Regions from separate parts of the Mus musculus genome. Here region 2 is linked to region 1. Evidence: chromatin contacts called from public Hi-C data. All regions are on one chromosome and are shown on one strand. Each heading gives the region's core, a stretch centred on a gene start, on an enhancer-like site or on the middle of the called end of the contact. The rest is flanking DNA. Distances are from core to core; before and after follow the strand shown. Region 1 has its middle 100 kb from the start of Gm36031. Region 2 overlaps Frmd4a (FERM domain containing 4A).

The links. A called contact is a pair of places that touch in the nucleus more often than the background predicts.
Region 2: a contact with region 1 is called in a Hi-C map of cerebellum, with 2.6 times the contacts expected there. The contact joins two enhancer-like sites. A contact is called at or near these places in 3 of 484 Hi-C or Micro-C datasets (the N1E-115 cell line, cerebellum and cortical neurons).

Annotation. Positions count from the first base shown.
Region 1 is chr2:3,909,270-3,912,513 of GRCm38.p6, reverse strand. No RefSeq gene overlaps it. Among named protein-coding and RNA genes, the nearest start is that of Gm36031, 100 kb to the right of the region's middle. Within about 2 kb of position 1,988, at least 27 of the 459 cell types and tissues checked have an H3K27ac peak or open chromatin away from gene starts, as enhancers often do. A contact at or near this core is called in the N1E-115 cell line, cerebellum and cortical neurons, where this site is marked.
Region 2 is chr2:4,491,349-4,494,437 of GRCm38.p6, reverse strand. All of the region lies in intron 4 of Frmd4a (FERM domain containing 4A), which reads right to left. The region is part of intron 3 of Gm39751 (a long non-coding RNA gene); the gene reads left to right. Among named protein-coding and RNA genes, the nearest start is that of Gm39751, 21 kb to the left of the region's middle. Within about 2 kb of position 1,792, at least 83 of the 459 cell types and tissues checked have an H3K27ac peak or open chromatin away from gene starts, as enhancers often do. A contact at or near this core is called in the N1E-115 cell line, cerebellum and cortical neurons, where this site is marked.

The sequences.
Region 1 (3,244 bases), core at 739-3,238:
ATAGGATAATACTAAAGGAGAGCACGTGGATCCATACACTAGACTAACGTGGGAATGGAAAATTAATTTATGGGTTAGAGAGAACGCCAGACTCCAGGAGTGAGTTTCCGTGAAACTCTTCTGCCTCAGTGAGTAGCTTCCAAGCCTCTCGGCTTGTCAGGCTGACTCGACCAGAGCGCGTGGCAATATATGACTTTTTGATTTTTAAAATAGAACACTCCCTTGCATGTGTTTTCCTGACCTATACTGGACCAATTACTACATCCTTAAGACTTATGAGAATTACAAATTCTTACCCTCACCTCTGGATGTCTATTTCCTCACCATTATCAATGATGACTTCCTAGATAGAGTTTTAGTTACTGGATACCAACCAGGTGGAAGGAATTTGTTGGTGTGACATGTTGCCCCCGGCACATCATAAAAGTCCTGCACTATTAACAGAGACCAACAGATCCCCAATGACTTTCTCAGAATGACCGACACAGCTGATGAACTAAGTTTATAACTCAGACTGTCCTATTCTCTCTTTAGAATGTCCCAGCATCCCAAGCTGGGTTCCCCTGGGAATTTTAAATCTAGTAAGAGAAAGAATGCATGAAAGTGTTAAACAAACGTGTCTCACCGACAAAACATTTGGTCAAAGTGAAAGACAGTCAGAAGAAGAACAGCAAAGATGGGTGACTTGGTGAGGGAAGAAGTTGCAAAGGACACGGGGTACAAGTGGAACTTGAAAGGATACGGGGTGAGGTCCAAGAGAAGTAGGTAATAAGGATACACTTTCCTGCCAAGACCCCATTCTTGCCTCAACGTGAGCTACATACTCTGCTTCTGAACACAAAGGAAGCAAGCCCACAGAATGAAACGCACAATGTGGCTGCAAAGTCAGTCGGCTTCTGGAAGCGTCCTCAGCCCCGCCCAGCTCTTCCATTTGCAAACTGGCCATACCCATTCCCACCGCTTTGCCATTCTGTCACCTGACTCTTCTCACTCCCTCTTTACCCCACCCCCAAATGCGGTCTGCAAGAGCTCACCGGCATATAAGTAAATTAGGGACTTTGGTCCTCTTAACTGAATTTTTGCACAAACTTCCTTGCCACAGACCCTTCTTCATCTCTTCTATGTAAGCAGGAGTATAGCCTCTATAGGGCAACTATGCCTCCTTGCAAAGGCTCAGCAAACTTCAAGGGTTTCCTATAGGATAAGAAACCTGCTATCTGCTTAGAAGAGCATACTACAATGTCTTCATCCCCTCCATCCATGCTCCAAGAACCCTGGTCCCCATGCTTCCACGTCTCTGAGTTTGTTGGTTCACCTCTGTGTCTTTTCTCCCATGGTCAATCCCGAGCCTAATAAGCCCTTGCCCTTTTCCTCCACCTTACATTGCATGACTTGAATTGTTTTTTCAGATTTGCCGAGAGGCTTCCTATTGAACGGAAAAGCTATTCTGAGCAAATCCTTGACCAGTAATAAAAATGAGCTATTTTTGTTATTGTGGCAAGAATAGCCTGTGCTTATTGATTGTCCTTCGAACGCCAGCCACTGTTGCCATTATTTTTTATCTAGCAATCCATTTAATATTTTGAACCTATAATGTAGGTTCTATCACCCACCTCTACTCTATGGACAAAGCAGCTTGGAGTAGCTCTTTCTTTTGCCTAGGTCTGCAGAGAACAAGACTCAGGCACATTTTCACACAAAACACAAAGACTTAGAAAAGAGCTCTCACTGAGAGCCCAGGGCCCAGCTCCAGCCTCAACTGCACTGAGAAGGTTTGCATAACCCCTCTGGGCTGGACCAAAGCTCTAACACCCTGTGTAACCATAACAATCTGGGCTCTCCCAAATCTGGTTTGTTTCTGACATGGTGTGGTTTGCAGTCCAAGTGTTTCCTACTGAGTTTCTTCTGCATTTCCGCAGTGCCTGCCTGCCAGGTTCAGACACCTGGCCGGAACGGAACCAGAGCAAGCAGAAGCGGCTCTCTCCGAGCCACGCTGACAGACAGAGACGTACCTCACATTTTTGAATGTCCCCTTCCTGTTTTTGCCAAGCCTCACTGACAAAGCCCCAGGCTGCCAGGAAGCCTCCCTCACTCTCATTCTTACATTTAAATTTAATTTAACCGTAGCATTACCCTGCATGTCAACAGTTCAGGACAAATTGATGGATTCTAGTTTAACTATTTAGCTGTGCCAGTGGTAATATGTCCAATCATGCATTAAATTAAAAATGACAGTTGGAAATATGTATATCCTGGACCTCAGTCCCGTGTACCAAATAGGAAAAAAGATTTAAAATGCTGTCTAGTGGAGGATTACCACTGAAGAAACATGAATCTCATTACCACCAGCTGCACACACCACATTTGCAAGGCTCCATTTAAAAGCTCTCTGACAGCCACAGCTTGGTTCTCTGGCTGGACAAACATGCCATTTCCCTTGGAGAAGAAAAAACCCAGCTGCTGCCCAAACCAAGATGCTATCTGAGTCACCAGCCTCCTATTCTCACCTTGATTCCTGGGTACCCATGCATGGTTCTCTTCGACTACTCCAGCCTTATCCTCCTCCCAAGACAAAGTAACCATTCTCAGAGACATTAACGAGTGCATCTGAAGATGGACATAGCTAGACAGTACTAATGGCCACCCTTATAAAATACCTGCTATGTTGCAGACCCTGGTAATATCCCACCCAACAGCTCTATGCTTTGGTCAGTGCAGAAGCAGATGCTCAGAGAGGGTAGGGGCATTTTTAAAGCATACAATGAGGACACGCAACGCTATGATTTCAAGCAAAGTCTGCTAATCCTAAAGGTTAGCCTCTTATCCATGGCCTTCACTGCTAGTTTATGCTTTGCCCTTGTCAGGGTATGGTGGCACACACCTCTAATGCCCATGGACAAGGGGATAGATGGATCTCTATGAGTTCAAGGCCAGCCTCTTCCACTTAGTGAGTTTCAAGCCACCCAGAGCTGCATAGTGAGATGCTGTTTTGCTCCTGATCTTGTCCATTTGACTGAACTATCCACTTTTCATCTGTCTCCATGTATCCACATGAGTTAGTTCAGGTCCCAAATAGGAATCGCAGAGCAATGAGGCTTGCTTGAGATTGTTTTATTTCCTTTGCTGTGTCCTTTTCATGTGGGGCAGGTATGACCTGATACTAGTCTATGAACCAACCCCTTATGACCAAGGGTCAGATCCCATGTCGTCACACAGCCAACATGGAACAGGTGCACATAGCCAT
Region 2 (3,089 bases), core at 543-3,042, 580 kb before region 1:
GGGACAGTGTGGCAGCTGAGGGGGCTTTCAGAAAGGTTTGCTCATGTTTTCGTGGATGGTTTAGGAAGCACAGAGCTCAGGCTGGAACCAAGACAAATATATCCTCCAAGGTTTCCCTCCAGCAACCTGCCTTTGCTAGATAAGTCCCATGTCACAAAGGTTCCTCAATGTCCCCAAATGGCAGCACCAGTTGGGTCCGAACATTCAACAAACGTATGTGCGTGAGTGTGTGCGTGCGTGTGTGTGGATGTGTGTGTGTTTGTATGTCTGTGTCTTTCTGTATGTATATGTGTGTCTGTGTCTCTCTCTGTGTGTTTACACATGTGTCTGTGTGTGTATCTCTCTGTGTATGTGTGTGTGTATGTCTGTGTACGTGTGTGTCTGCGTCTCTCTGTGTATATGTGTGTGTGCATGTGTCTGTATCTGTGTGTGTGTGTATCTCTCTGTGTGTATGTGTGTGTGTGCCTGTGTCTGTGTGTATGTGTGTACATGTGTGTTTGTGTGTGTCTGTGCTTGTGTGTGTGTTTCTGTGTGTGTATGTGTGTGTGTTTGTATGTCTGTGTCTTTCTGTGTGTATATGTGTGTCTGTGTCTCTCTGTGTGTATGTGTGTGTGCATGTGTCTGCATCTGTGTGTATCTATCTGTGTGTGCGTGTGTATAATTCAGATTTAAGCCACATCAGCAGAGAAAGAGTAAGGACAAAGAAATAACAAATGATAAGCAAAATGTCATAAAACTTCAGGTGTGGGGTCTCACCCCCCAACACAGCCAGGTTTCAGGCTACTTCCTGTCTTTCCCTGTCTACACAGAAAGTGGATAAAGCATGGCTGCTGATTTGCTTGTCTCTTAATGACAAAAACCCACCAGTGACCTCCCAAGCCTGGCAGGGAAGGCTTATCGCCATAGTAATGTTTGAGTGGAAGCCCACGGGGTCTGAAATAGCCCAGTTTTCCAAGTCCTGTGTCTTTATCCCGTTTGCCTTAGTCCTCAACTAAAGCACAGAGATGTCCTGTGTACCCCCCTCCTCAGCCCCCCTCCTCAGCCCCAGGTTTCTCCTGAAGACTATCTCCTAAGAGCCCAACACTCCACTTCTCCCTTCCGCGCTGCGGTAATGGAGAAGTAAATGAGGCGGCAGCCCTGCTGTCTCAGGCGCCCGCTTCCGTTTTCATGGACGTCTACCATCTGGCAGTCAAGTCCAAGGAGGTGCAGAAATGACAAGCATGGCTAGGAGAGAGGTGGAAGGGAGGGAGAGCAAGAGAGGGAGAGCAAGAGAGGGAGAGGGGAGGGGGAGCGGAGGGGGAAAGGGAGAGAGAGAGAGAGAGAGAGAGAGAGAGCAATCCTCCTCTTGACAGAAATCGGAAAGCAGTTTCCTGTTAACCTTTATCACCAAGACAACAGACTGGAAAATCCTGGAGGCTTGGGGCCTGGCATGTGTTTGTTCATAACCTTGGGCGTTTAATTCATCCTGAACTTTCGATCTGTGCTAGGAAACTCTGAAGTGAAATGTCTGGATGAAAAGAGACCCGAGACATCTCTATTCCCACCCTGGCCGGGCACAAGGTTGAAGAGATTTCTGGGGAAATGAGGGGACTCGATGGTTTGCAAGAAAAGTTGAGGTTGCCCTTTCCTCTCTCCCCCTCCAAAAAACTAGGTCTGGTGCTTTTATGAACATCTGGTTTGTGGTCCTCTGTGTCAGTAGGGGGCACTGTTGCTCCTCCTTAACTGCCCATGTAGGGAAGGGATGGCTTCCTCAAACAGTTTACAAAGAACCTTCTGAGTTTCTGAGTGAGTCCAGGGAAAACAAAAGATGTATCTTCCGCTGCAAGGGTCTATACAGGCAACCCCAAGTCTGCTCGGCATTAACCGTATCTTTACAATGCGTGAATGTCTGGGCCTTGCTGGCTTCAAAGTCAGCCAGTTCATACAGCTAGTAAGCTACCCATGGCCATCAGAGCTCTAACTCTCAAATATGACTAAGGGGCCCAAAGTCTCACTTCTACAACCTCTACTGACTCTCAAATGCTGCCACCATCTCTTCTCTCATGGTCCCCTACCTTTCTGACCAGAGACATGTTCCAGATGACATGGGAAAGGCCCTAGGTTGGAAAGCCCATTGAAATCATAGTCATTTAAATTAGCCAATCCCAAGCCTGTTTTCCCAGCGCGGCAGTGGCTTTCCATAGAAAGCCCAGTAGAGGATACTGCCTTCTTTTCCCCCCTTTGCCTCCCAACTCTCCCGGCACCATGTGACATCACCTCTTCTCCTGGGCTCTGTCACAGGACACTTTCAACCCTTGATCTGTTGGCTTCATCATACTTGAACAGCAAGGCAAACCCCTCCCTGTGTGTGAATGCACTTGTGTCTGTGGAGGATAGAGGAGTGCTTGGCAGAGTCATCTCTCTCTGTCCACCACCTGGGTTCCAGGGAGGGAACTCAGGTCACCAGGCCTGGCAGCTGTCAGGCCCAAAGGAAACTCCATTTCCCTGAATTCTGGTGGCTAGACAAAAGCCAGCATTCCCCAGGAACCCATGAAGCTGCTTCCCTCTCTACCAAAGAGCCATCCCCTTATCACTGGCACAAGGCACACATCTGTGGTGCTTACTCATATACTAAAGTGCACGCTGGCTTCCAGGCTCCCAGCATCACAAGTACAAGCACACATTTCAGAGTCCATGCTAGCATCCTGGCTCTTCTCAGCGCTGCCTTTAGCTCATGGGCTTCCCTCCCCAGATACTCACTTCTCTTTATAGCCCTGCTATTTCAGCACCCCCTCTCCATTTTGCTCCATGTTGGTCTTCTCCTTCTCTTTCTCTCTCCTCTAACCCCATGGTCAAAGCCAGTCTGCTGGTCGTGTTCTATTGCCTTCTCTGCTCTATGCTCTTCCAGATGCCTCTGGCTGTTTTCTTCCTCACACCTATAATAAACCCTTCCCCTTAACCATACCTTTGAGCTGGCCATGCCCTCAGCTTATTCAGTCTTACTCCCCCCCTCCCCCGCCCCGCGCCAGTCATTTCTCCAGCCCACAAAATGTACATATTAAAATAAGTTATTTTCCACACACACCAGGGATAATCTTAGTGCTTTCTTC